Regions from separate parts of the Macaca mulatta genome. Here region 2 is linked to region 1. Evidence: chromatin contacts called from public Hi-C data. All regions are on one chromosome and are shown on one strand. Each heading gives the region's core, a stretch centred on a gene start, on an enhancer-like site or on the middle of the called end of the contact. The rest is flanking DNA. Distances are from core to core; before and after follow the strand shown.

Evidence for each region. Hi-C and Micro-C count contacts between places; a contact is called where the count stands out from the background.
Region 2: a Hi-C map of fetal cortex germinal zone shows a contact between it and region 1, with 5 times the contacts expected there. The contact joins the enhancer-like site here to the promoter of IRX5 in region 1. A contact is called at or near these places in 2 of 14 Hi-C or Micro-C datasets (fetal cortex germinal zone and fetal cortical plate).

The regions. Positions count from the first base shown.
Region 1 is chr20:50,404,465-50,411,020 of T2T-MMU8v2.0, forward strand. IRX5 (iroquois homeobox 5) reads left to right here and starts at 4,215. Exons shown (of 3, transcript XM_001086980.4): 1 at 4,215-4,973; 2 at 6,031-6,436. The coding sequence starts at 4,725. LOC106995021 reads right to left here and starts at 2,711. Exons shown (of 5, transcript XM_028840650.2): 1 at 2,278-2,711.
Region 2 is chr20:50,852,467-50,859,022 of T2T-MMU8v2.0, forward strand. No RefSeq gene overlaps it. Among named protein-coding and RNA genes, the nearest start is that of IRX6, 48 kb to the left of the region's middle. Within about 2 kb of position 3,230, at least 15 of the 40 cell types and tissues checked have an H3K27ac peak or open chromatin away from gene starts, as enhancers often do. A contact at or near this core is called in fetal cortex germinal zone and fetal cortical plate, where this site is marked.

The DNA.
Region 1 (6,556 bases), core at 2,965-5,464:
ATCTTAATGCAATACTTATGTTAAAAGGTATTAGGTGCTGGGTAAGCCAAGGGTAATATAATCAACAGCATCCATCTTGCCAGTGTTTTTGCATTCCAAGATTTGGAGTGAAGAACAGTAATACTGTTTTAGTGGTCACCCAGGTTATGACTCAGATCCTTAAACGAGTAAGAGACTAAATGCACTATCTTCACTTACTCATCAATTCAAATGCACAGAACAATATTTTGGAAGAAATAAAACAGTTTTCTTCTATTTTTATAAATAAAAACAAGGCATTCCATAAACATTGTAGCTAAGTACTTGATATGAAAAAGAAATTGTTTCAGATCATTAAGGCACCCCAGGAGACTGCTTCTTTTCCACAAAAACGAAATGGCACAAATTTCTCATATATTTACCTCTTATTACATTCCTGCTCCTGCACATTAAGCATGCCTTCCTCTACAGATTTATTCTGAACACTAATAAAGTGTTTGCTTAATAAAATACTGCTCTATTTTATGCTTTTCTTTCAAAATTAGAAACCATTATTCCACAAAGATAGAGCACAAAGAAACCGACACAGGCATTACCAAAGAGCCACAAGTAGTATTAGTCCATGCCAGAACACTTAACATTAAACTATCATTTCTCTCTAAAACTTCTGTTGCCAAAGTGCTCACAAAATCTGGAAGCTCAAAGACAGGTTTCAAGTGCAATTAAATTCTCCAAAAGCAAAACTGTACAAAAATATGCCGCCCTTCTTATGTCACCATTTATAGACAACATTTTCTCAGGATCTTAATTAAGATAACGATGCACACCTGTGTCAACATTCTCTGGCAAGACAGCCTTATCAATCATAATCCTTTAAGTACACTCCAAAACAGCAAAGCGATATGACAGAAGCAATCTGTTGCCTTTCCTAGTGTTGGTGTTGTGTCTCTCCCACAAGAATGATGAGATCTTTAAAATACAGCAGACCTACTTTTATGAGTCTTTAAAGTTTTAACTGTAAATAGCTATTACACTAAATAAACAGGAATAACCTCTTTTGCACTTGACTGAAACAATGACAACTGTACAGCCAAAACTTGAAGAACAAGCTCTAGGGCCATGTCTTGGCAATACAACTGCGAATCCTACTTTAAAGCTTTAAATTTTAAGAGTTATGCGAAACTGGATCCGTGCAGACATGACAAACCAATAAACCTTTAGGAAGTTTTAAAATGAGAATATTTAATAGTCCTACGTTAAAAACAACCCGAGCAAACTTATCCCTAGTGTAAGTTTAAATGTTTGGAAAGATACAAATGCAACAGAAAGCAAGGGGAGAAAAAGTCTTCTTGGTAACCTGGGATGGGAGGGATACAGATCCCACCTCTGCTGGAAGAGAAAGCTTCAGAGTCAAGGCACCAATTAAACTACCGCTACCAAGTATGCAGCTTTCCAAACGGAAAAGCCGATAAATAGGAAGTAAGAAGGAGGGAACAGCGAAACAAATGGTCTCGACTATCCAGACAAAAAGTTAAAAGCTCGTGTTTACCAGCAAAAAAAATGAACGCTTTCATATAAAAACGGAGAAAACCCGCCAGACGCTACCTGCATGCAGTCTGCCTGCTAATCATGATCCGCCCTTCCCTTTCTCATATTAAGACAATTCTATCTCAGACGCCGGGTGGCCGTTGCCAGCTGAGCAGCAGAGCCATCAATGTGCAAATAAAGCAGAAAATAGAGACATCCTTAAGAAATGAGTCTTAAATTTGACATAGAGCGGAGGTGACAACCACGGCAACAGAACCATACATTCTAAATGCCTCAATATCTTGCAGGAGTCTCTCCAGTCCTTGACACCAAAAATAAGACAGTACAAGAAAATGGGGTTAAAAAAATGAAAAAACCAACTAACAAACAAGCCACGGGGCGGGGATGGGGGGAGAAAGAGCGGGACGGCCGGAGTGGCAGGATGATGTAATGACGATGTCTGTGTCACAGACTCGGGTTCTCGGTGGCACAAACCTCCAGGGCTCTACTCCGGAAAGCCGCGTCCCGGACGAGAGCCGCGGCGACTTAGGGGCCACGCGTGGACTGAGGGGCCACGCCCACGCGCGCCCCCCGCGGAACGCCGACACCCAGAGAGGTTCGTTCGGCGCCTACGCGGCCCGAGGCCCAGGCCCTTGCCCACGGGACGTCTGGTCGCGCGCGGGGCACCGCCGCGTCCGTCCGGTCCACCAGGGGACGCGGCTCGAGGGGCGGACTGCACGGCCAGGGGGCCTGGCCGGGGCGGGGGCTCACCTCTCCTCCGCCGCGCGGGCGCGCGGGCCGCGGACGCTCCCTCGTGGCTGGCGCGAGCCCCCGGCGGGCGGCGCGCGCGGGCCGTTACCGACCGTTAGCGCCAGGGGCTGCCGCTGCGGCGGGCGGAGCCGGGGGCGGGCGCTGAGGGGCCGTGGGGCCGCAAGAGGCGGGAGCGAGGGGAGCAGGGCGGGGACGCTGCTCCCGGGAGCTCCCGGCGAAGACTCAGGCCCACCGCGAGCCCGGGAAGAGGCCGCCGGCGAGGCCACCACTGGTCGGCTCCGCGCTGCCCCAGGCTCGGGCCGCCCGGGGCGTTCCGCCTCGCTTAGGCATTGGCCGGCTGGAAGCCACCTCGGCCCAGCTGTCCCCGCTGCCGCTGCCGCCAGCTTCCCGTCTCCATGACAATAGCGCGATCGAGGCCCCGCCTCACCCCGCCCCTTTGGCGCCGAGACTAGGAGGAAAGCGGGCTTACGTCACCAGGGGGCGGAGCCCAGAGAGGCCAGGGCCCAATCATAGGTGAAGGAGGTGTCAGGCACTGGGCTGGGCGGACCCAGGGGTTCTCGGAGAATGTAGTCTGAACCGGTCAGTCCTCTTGGTGGGCGGTGTCTGGGGGAGGGGAGCGGACGGAGGGGAGGAGCCAAGGCGCGTGCACGAGGGCGCACTGCCGAGCGGGTGCCGGTGCGGCGGGTGGGTTAGTGTGAGCTCGCGAAATAAAGTACGTCTCGCCCGTCAAAGTCAATGCGAGAAACTTTGTATATAGTTATGCTTGGGCTTGCGTGTGGCCCCATTATGCGAAGTTTCCGAAATCCCGAGCTTCCGCGGCGTGCCCAAACCTGTGCCATCCTCTGTCCTGGTTCACCAGCGCCCCTGTCTGTCCCAGAGTTCGAGTGCTTCCGTGGCTTGTGGCGGCGGGAGGTGGAGAGGAGAGGAGAGGGTCTGTTTTGTATTCTAACTGTGTGGCCGTCGTGGGCAAGGGCTCTGCCTCTGACTCAGTTGTGTGTGTTTGCCTCGCCAGCGCCTCGCTGAACAAACAGTGGTTGGGTTGGGCACTGCTCTGCCCAGTGTTTGCAGTGGAGCGTGGGCGGGTGCGAGAGTGCGTGCGAAGGGGAAGGCGACTTAGTTGAACAAAAGGGAAGGGGACCTGCTCCCTCCACCACCACCGACTTGGCGGTGCGAGCTGCGTGCGATTGGAAAGCCGGGAGAAAGAGGCGGAGAGGCGTGGGAGTGGAGCTGGGGACGGTCCCGAGACCTCCTCGGGTGTAGCTGATTCTCTGGCAGTTCTTGCCCACCACCCATACTCTAGAAAAAGGCTACCCCGGTAATTCCAGGAACCAGTGTCTTTTCCCTCGCCGTCCGGCGGCGTGTCGGTAGAAGGAAGGCTAGCCGGAGACGTGCAGACGTCTGAGGCCTGTCTCTCGCCCACCTGCTGCTGCCGGCGCAGAGGGGCAGTCATCCCGGACTTCCTGCGCCCTGGGCGCGGGCCATCCATCGGCTCTCCCAGAGACTTTCATTCGGGATCTCCAGCTGGCTCTCGGCCTCCCTGGCTTGGGGAAGACGCCAGAGAGCGGTGGGCAACGAACGGCCTCGGAGCCCAGCCTGCCGGAGAACAAGAAATCCGCTAAGTCCGCAATCTACTGTGGCTAGGAGAGCGCAGAGCGTTCGCCGGCGCACAGTCCGCGGCCTTGTTCCCTTTGTGCTTCGGGGCGGCGGGACCCGCTGCAGGGCCGGCCGTGCGGCGGGACTGCCACTCCGCCCCAAGTTAGCAGAAGAGGAAAGTTGGAAGAGATCGGCGCTCCTGGGATGTGATTGTCATCCTGGGGCCGGCGCTCGAGAGTCTGAGAGAAAGCGAGAGAGAGGGAGAGACCGGGGAGGGGAAAAGGGGAGGCAAAGAGGAGGGGTGAGAGGGGGGCCGCGGAGGGGAGGCGGGCGCTAGGGAGGGGCGAGAGGAACGCCAGCGAGCGGGAGAGGGAGCCGGGGAGGAAGAGGGAGAGGGCGAGGCGCGCCTGGCGGCCGGGTTGGCTGCGGCCGCCCAGAAGCTCCTGCCAGTCCTCCCACCGACTACACCCCGGGAAGGAGGAGCTTCGGGCGCGCACAAGGCGTCAGAATCCTCAATTTCCAACTTAGCATCTTGGCAGGACCTTTGCAAAGCCAAAAGCAGAGCCCCCCGGTGCAAAGAGCGAGGGGAAAAAAGAGAAAGCAGCAAGGGAGGGGAGGGGAAAAAAGCCCAGCTGGGGCGAGCGAGGCGCGCAGAGGAGCGGGCGCGGCGGTCGCAGCCGGAGGCGCGCGGGAAGCCAACCAGGAGGCGCCGCGGGCCGGAGCCCCGGAGCCGGGGCCAGAAGAGCGGCGGCCCAGGGCAGCCAGAGGCCAGGTGCCCGCCCGCTCGCCCTCGCAGGGCGCCGCCCGGCTCGTTGGCGGCCGCGGCGCGGCGCGCCCCATGCCCGTGTGTGGCCATGTCCTATCCGCAGGGCTACTTGTACCAGCCGTCCGCCTCGCTGGCGCTCTACTCGTGCCCGGCGTACAGCACCAGCGTCATTTCGGGGCCCCGCACGGATGAGCTCGGCCGCTCTTCTTCGGGCTCCGCGTTCTCGCCCTACGCTGGCTCGACTGCCTTCACGGCGCCCTCGCCGGGCTACAACTCGCACCTCCAGTACGGCGCCGACCCCGCGGCCGCAGCCGCCGCCGCCTTCTCCTCGTACGTGGTAAGTGAGCGGGATCCGCGGCTGGCGAGGGGCAGCAGGGGCCCGGCGGGAGGACGGGGGCGGAGGGGGACACGGGCCTAGGCGCCAACACCGACCTCCCCCGCCAAGCTTCGCGACCCCTTCAAACTTGGGCGATTGTCTCCCCCGGCTTCGCCCAGGCCTCGGACTCAAGAGTTGCTCAGAAAAGAGAGCCGCGTCTTGCTCGGATCGCTGAGCTTGCGGGAAGGGGTTCTGTGGGGAGAGGTAGCTGCAATTAAAGAGCAGCATTTGGTGTAAACGTAAGCTCCGGGCTGCCCTGCAAATTTTATATTTTTGGTTTTGCCATTTTGGAAAAGTAGTTCAAAAGAAATAGACCCGAAATTTGAGCAGAAGCGTGCTAAGTCAATGTAAATGTGTTTGGCCTAGCCTTTAATTAGTCCTCCAAAATGTTGCAAATCCGTAATCCTATCTTCGCAATCCGATTTGCGGGTATTAAATTTCAGAAAAGTCGGTCGAGCTGCGGTGCATCCGGGATTTTTCGGCCGGGTTGTAACTTCGGTCTGGGGTAGTATTTTGGAGGGTGGGAGTGCCTGGGCATGGCTCAGCTTTTTGTTTGCATTTGTTAGCGTGTTGAAAAAAAAAAAAAAAAAGAGCAAGAGCCTTTACTTCCCTTGTTTTCCCCCCTTGCGCCCAACGTGCGGCCGCTCCCGCGCGGACCGCGGAGTCGCCTCAGTTGCCCAGGCCTCTATCTGGATGGAGGCCGGGCTGCCCTGGCCAGATCTGCTCACGGGGTACGGACGTGCCGGGGCAGATGGGGGCCTATGGGAGGCACCGAGGCCGGGACAGCTTCAGGGGCCCCAGAAGGACCTGACCCAGGAATTAAGGTCCCCGCTGCCTTCTGAGGAGGGGGAGGAGTTGCTCCTAGGTCTGAACCCCGCCAGCCTTGCCCCAGAGGAAGCTGGAGTGCGGGCCTCGTCCACCCACAGACCCCGGGGAGCGCAGGGAAAAGGGTGCTTCGGTCGTTCCGATGGCAGTGGAGACCAAGGCCCACACTCACCTCTCTGCGTCTCCACCGCAGGGCTCTCCCTACGACCACACACCCGGTATGGCGGGCTCCTTGGGGTACCATCCCTACGCGGCGCCCCTGGGCTCGTACCCTTACGGGGATCCAGCGTACCGGAAGAACGCCACAAGGGACGCCACGGCTACGCTCAAGGCCTGGCTCAACGAGCATCGCAAGAACCCCTACCCCACCAAGGGCGAGAAGATCATGCTGGCCATCATCACCAAGATGACCCTCACCCAAGTGTCCACCTGGTTCGCCAACGCGCGCCGGCGCCTCAAGAAAGAGAATAAAATGACGTGGACGCCGCGGAACCGCAGCGAGGACGAAGAAGAGGAGGAGAACATTGACCTGGAGAAGAACGACGAGGACGAGCCCCAGAAGCCCGAGGACAAGGGCGACCCCGAAGGCCCCGAAGCAGGTTGGTGGACACGGGAACGGGCGTGTTGGGCGGGAGTAAAAAGGAAAAGAGAGACCTAGAGGGGGCGCGCACGGGGCCTGGAGGTTGGGAGCAGAGGTCTCTACCTTTGCGGGCGGGAAC
Region 2 (6,556 bases), core at 1,980-4,479, 450 kb after region 1:
TGCCTTATGACTCGGTTCCTGCAACAGCCAAATAGCACAAGAGCTGCCCAACATTTCGTTAATCTTTAAAATATTATTATACTCAGTCCAGATATGATAAAAGTGTTGCCAGAGTTCGAAGTAACTTGATCAAGATTTTAAGGACATTTCTAATCCCCAAATTTACCATGTAATCAACAAATACTTATTTCGTTGGATCCTGGAGAGAGAAATAAACAAATGGGTTCTATTCCCTGTCCTCTAGAATTTTATAGTTCAGTCCGGAGCCATGACATATTCGTGTAAAAATCTATCCCCTTGAACCCGTGCAGAAAAGAAAGAGCTATGTAACCATTAGCCATGTGCTTACAAGGGGCTATTTCTGCTTCTGACACCAAATTTCTGCTGAGTCCAGGGAAACTTCCCACTTCCTCTCTATATCCTGGCTCACCACGTACTTATCTAGCATAATGGCTGCCTTGAAGGGGGTTGGGTTCTTAGAGGAAGAAAACTTACGATGGTATTCAATATGAAAACTTGAATGTTAATCTTTTTTTTTTTTTTTAATAAAGGTTACCACTTCAAAAATTAGGTCATTTCATGCTGGTGGAAAGAACACGCATTCTCATAAGATAACTGAAATAAATCACAATTCACGTTCAAAGCATCTTGCTTCTGACACATGGCTGTTAAGTGACAAATGGAAATTTCCTGAGCTCAGTAAAATGACTTGACAATAGGCTGCGTATAGTTTCTGTCGGAAAGCGGACTGTCAAAAAAAGTTGTAGCAATCATGCACCATCGTTAATGATGACCAGCCAAGCTCTTTCTCTGCAAAGACCATGGACCAAATATTGTCACAGTCAGTCACCGACTGTGCAAGACTCTTTTTGTACCACCCTTATGAAAAGAAATTTTATTTTTAAAGATTGGCTCTCATTACGACAAGTATTACCCCAAACGGTTGAAATAACAAAAAAGAATTCTGAAGCCTAGCCAATGACCTGCCTGCTTTATACAATATTGATAAGACAACCCCCTGGGCAACAAAGGAATCTGATGGTGCCTTGGTTTTCTTTGTAATGAGATTTGGCCAGGATCAGGAAAATCATGTATTTATTTAAAATGGATAGCCTGACTGCTTCTCAAAAGGTTTGAAGTGGCTTGCAAAAACCAACCAACCAAACAAACAAACAAAAAAAAGCCAAGATGTTTTAAGACTTAAAAAATGTTAAGAGTAAAAAAAAAAAGAGAGAGAGAGAGAAAAGAAATCATCAAATGCATTAGCACCCTGGGCCAACGCAGCTCCTTTAATTGAGCATTAAACAAACTTAAACGTAGCATTTCCTGTTCCAGAAGCAAGCAGGACTGAAACTTGGCTGGTGCACCACTAAAGCTTACCAGTTGTGTTTTCGGCTGGCATCCACCCCCACTGGATGATGCTCATGCTGTATTATACGTTAAATATTGTTATCATTCCAGGAGCCAGGCAGAGAATAGGCACTCAATAAATGGCAGCAGTTTTCAGTATTTTTCTCCTGTATTCCTAGCAGCCATACTACCTGCAGCATTCAGTTCATATCTATTTGAAATACACAGAAAATCTATTCATGTTTTCCCTTTAAGCAACTGTCTGTTAAGTGCCCTCTACCAGCAAAAGGAGGCAAGGACTTGATCTTTCTTGGGGCTCTATTTTCCTCTGTAGGAGAAATGAGTACAAGAGGCCACAGCTTAATCGATGTTTACCAAAAATCTGACTTTTTGTTCCTAGCTGGGATTTTGCAACCACATTATAAATAACTTGAGTAACACGCGAGGAGGACGCACCAATTCTAGCCCATTGCTGAATAGTGTGCAAACACTATATGGAGTTTCTTTCATGTCTGCAAAAAAGGGGGGGCACGTTTCTCTCCTTTTCTCTAATTTTCTTTATATTTAAGTTTCTCACCTCTGGAGGAGTGCATGGAGCTAATTGTGCATTTCTCTTGTGTGAATAAAGGACGAAGTGTCTGCTTTCACTTCAAATTGCTTGGCCCTCAATCAACATCACCATAAATGTGACATATGAATATTAAATCCAAATATTTTATTGGTGCAGATAAATATGATTTGTAAAAAGAGTCAAATTAACAATCCATTACATACTAATGGGCTTTAATCAATAAGTTTAATTTGACTAAAAGGAGAGGGGCGGGGGGTGGGGGGAGAAAAGAGACTCAGTAACACCCAGATGGTGCCATTTAAAATTATAAAGGTGACTGACTTCTCCAACTTCTCCGCTGTATTCTGACTTGGGAGCTTATGGACCCAACACCGGAGTTATGTTGAAAGTGGGCGTCTGTCTGTGGTTTACACTCACTCATATTTCTAATTATTTTTGTTTAAAATGAACCACTGTAAATACAAAAAGTACTGAGAATAATACAAACGAACAAAATCCCACAAAACAGAAAGAAAAACATGTCTTTTAAAAGCCATATTTGCTCCAGATTACTTTAGTAAAAATGAATGCACATAAATCCAAAGTTTCTTTTGTCCCGTCTCTATCTTAACCTTCTCTTTCCCTTCCTCCTTCTCCAGCGGCTGGACTGAATGTTGTATGTTTCCTTCTTGCTTCATTTTTGTACTTTTCCTACATCTAGAGGAATCCAGAAGCCATGGGGAGTATCACTTGGTGTGTTTGTGAAATTCTACAACTTATTTTTTCCAACTGTCAACCTAGTTCATTCCTTTTAACTGTGATGTAGTATTCCACTATGTGATTCTGTCACTTCCTTTATTCTTTTTTTCTCTCTCTCTCTCTCATTCTCTTACTGATGGATAGTTAGGTTGAATCACCTTACTGTAGTTACTCTGACCTTAGTTAGGAGAAAGGTGCCCAGGTCCCTGATTACTGAAGTTGGTTTTAGGTCCTTGGACAGATCGCAGCCTCACCTACGGGAAGATCTACATCCTCTCCTCCAGGGCTCTACCAAGGGAGAACCAAGGGAGAAAAGCATGCCTTTCGGGCTGCTGTTTTGCATTTTATACGGATAGCCGGCTCATGGCAATGTGACTGAAGCTGGCGGGGGCCTTTGAGCATCAAATATGTCCTCTTTCCCCCTACCTACTTCGGCTCCGGTTTCTCTCCCGAAGCCTAAATAAAGAAGGTAACAGACAACGCCTCTATTGGCAGAGGCTTCTGCCTTTTCCGACGGGCTGGCTGCAGCGCGTCCCTAATCCTTATGTCAGCCTGCACTCTAGCGTTGCCGGCCTGGTCCAGCATCTGACAGCCGCGAATCCGAAGCTGCCGGCAGCTCATTTCTAAGCAGCAGCTCACAGCGCCCCGTCGCCCTCCCGCAGAAGGGGAACAAAGCCCGGCGGACTATCTCACTATCTTCTGGGTGGCAAGGAAATCTCAATTATACACCCAAGGGATGTGGTTTGTGAAAAACTAGAAAGAATGTTTAAATTGTATACGTAAATTGTTTTGTTTTACAAGCTGGGGTAAATCAGCACATTTGCAGCCCATATTTATCTGATCCACTCCATAAGACTCTTTTTGAATGTCTGCCCTTGATGTGGGGTAGATGCCTATGCAAAACATAACCGACTCCTAAATTCAATTAGGGCATTAGGGGGGAAAATGGAAATTTTGCTTTGGGCTTAGTCATGACTGCTGAGAACTTCTCAGTATAGTTTCTCGGCTGTAACCGAAGATTGAAATCGAAGGATACAATTTCCAACGGATGCTGAGTAGTCAGACTGTTGGTTCGAGCTAGCCCTTTTAAGAAAAAGATGGTAAATGAAAGGCCTTCCTTTAATCTGATTTCTAGCTTATTAAAAAAAATTCTTTGCATCACTCCCAACATAGGATAGTCAACATTTATTGAGCTGGATATAGTATAATTAATGTTCTCTATCCCGATAAGAATACATGATAGAAGATGGGAATGTATCATTCCATGGGACAAACTGTAAATTGCAAAAAAATACCCCAAAGAAAACAATATTTGAAAAGAGAGTATTTTACTTTAGCAGCAGAGCACACCCCAGGGATGTGGTTGATGAAGAAGTAGGAGTGTTTAAATTGTATATACAAACTGTTGTGTTTCACAAGCTGGGATAAATCACAGATAGAGGTCATGGTGATCAGAAAAGTTTGAGGTGGTGTGGAACCTAAGCAGGAATAATCTTCTGGCTTTGACCACGGGCTGCTGAACCCTAATCGCTGATAACAGCCGTCGAGCAGCAGAGAAACTCCACTTCATATCGATGTGGCATTTACTCTTTCAGAAAGCCCCCCACTCTGGCCGGCACTTATGGCAAGATAATTAATAGTCCCCTGAGTTATAGATTCCGAGCTAAAGGTAACAGTACATAATGGAAGTCAAGGTCACCCATAATACAGTAGCTTCTATAACAAAGGGGATTATTACTGCAATTACCGTCCTGTTGGAAAGATTTTATAAGTTTTCATCATTTTAATTCTTAAATCTTCCTCTTGCCAGTGAAGTTTAAACTCTCCGATTTATGAGGGGGAATAAAAGCCTCTCTCATCCCACCACAAAAGCCTTCTCTTTCGGAGCAACCTAGGTGGTTTCTAGTGAGGTCGATGAGAGAAAGACAGCCCCGTTTACCCACGAGGCCTTCATGAAATCTCCCCAGGCAGGGCATGTCTGCTTTGTGTTGTCCTGTCCTGTGCCATGTCAGAATACTAAAATACACTCATACCCCTTATGAAACATAATATTTTCAGCTTAAAATGAGAATATTTGCTAGTTTTATTGATAACATTATTATTTATTTGCAGTTGATAGTATTTTTCTTCTCTTGGAGCCAATGATTTTCTCCCCCCTCATCCTCAACTGGTCTCAAATATGCTCAGAGGGCCTTGAAAAGTTTGTCTCTGGCCTTTTGCCTGTTGTGTCCAATGAAGACAACAGCTCTGTTTGCCAAGGCCTAAACCCAGGCCGAATGTCGGAGCACGTCTTCCACCCAAACTGTTTAGTGGCTAAATTTGCTCCTGGCTGGAAAAACTCCAGTTCCCGTCATACACACACACACACACACACACACACACACACACACACACACAAGCTGTTTTAAAAGCACTTCTAAAGAAAGAGCTTAGGTCAGAAAATTGTAATTAATTTAATAAGACATCCTGCCCAGAGTAGATCAGAAGCTATACGTGCCGTTTGGGTGAGCCCATGAGCATGGTGACAGACAACATCACTCCAGTGCTTTCTGAAATGGTTTTGAGCTAACACAGCATGCATTTTTATGATCTGGACCATCTTGCTGTCTTTCTGCTCTGGACAAAAGACCGAGCAGACACAATCATCTTTTGAGAATGATGGCATCGTCATTGTCTGCATAGCAGGACTGTAATTAAGCACCAGAAATAGGACAGCTGAGAAGGGACAAAGAGCGGGGAAGGCAGGGAACTGCGAGACAGCATCGTGGGGAAAGTCTGCACCAAGATAGCAGCTGAAATCCAGTATCTGCATGGATGAGGTCATCCTGGGAAAGAGTATGTGTCCAGATGGAAAAAAAAAGAAAAAGAAAAAAAAAAAAAAAACATGAAGTAGGCCGGAGAGGAGAGGCCCAAGAGCTGCTTAGTATCTAGGGCCCAGCTTACATGCCCCCTCCTCCAGGCAGACCTCAGGGATGTCTCCTAGGAAAAATTATTCATGTATCAAATATTCACTAAAGGTCTACTATGTACCAAGCATTGTTTTAGGTGCTTGGGATTCTCAGCAGTGAGTGAGACAAACCAGGTCACTGCCTTTGAGTTGATCCCAGAAGGAGTCAGGTAGGTAACGATCTGGGAGGAGAGCCTTCCAGGCAGAAGGGACACCAAGGACTGTCTAAAGAAGGCCAGGGTGCTGGAGCTGAGAATGCTGGAGTGTGGAACAGGAGCTGCCGTCAAAGAGGTGGGCAGGGCTTCCTCAGGTAAGATCTGTGAGCCCCAGGGGAAGAGCTGGAATTTTAGTTTAAATTCAAGAGCCAGCTGATGGAGGATTTTCAGCATGGGGGCCACAGGATCATTCACTTGCATGGAGTCCTGTGAATTCACAGGGGCCTTTCTTCCCAGGCCTCTCTCCTCCCACCCGACACTTACACACAGTCACACCTGTAGCAGCCACGTGCAGGGACATGGCTGAGTTGAACCTGTAGACTGTGAATGTCAGCTTCCTCTGTGCTGCTAAACAGACCTCACTTAATGCTCAGCGGATTCCCTAAAAGGCTAGTGGATGATGACAAATAAAGTAAGGGCTAATTCTCAGATTAAATGTGTTGGGAGGGTTTGAAAATAGGGACACCAATAACATCTTAATTGTCTTTGATTTTTCTGCTTCCATGGCTGATGAAGCTACATAAAAATGTATTTCTCTCCAGAAATCAAAAAGCCATTTAATACCCACCCAACAGATCCCTTGTGGGCATTGAATAAGAACATTTAGATGAAAGTGGAACTCAGGAGTTTGTTGCAAAAATGAGTGAAGGAATGAATGGATTTCAGCATTGGTACATCAAAGGGCTCCAAGGGTTTTGAAGTGGGCATAGATATCTTGATTTGGGACCTGAAGAA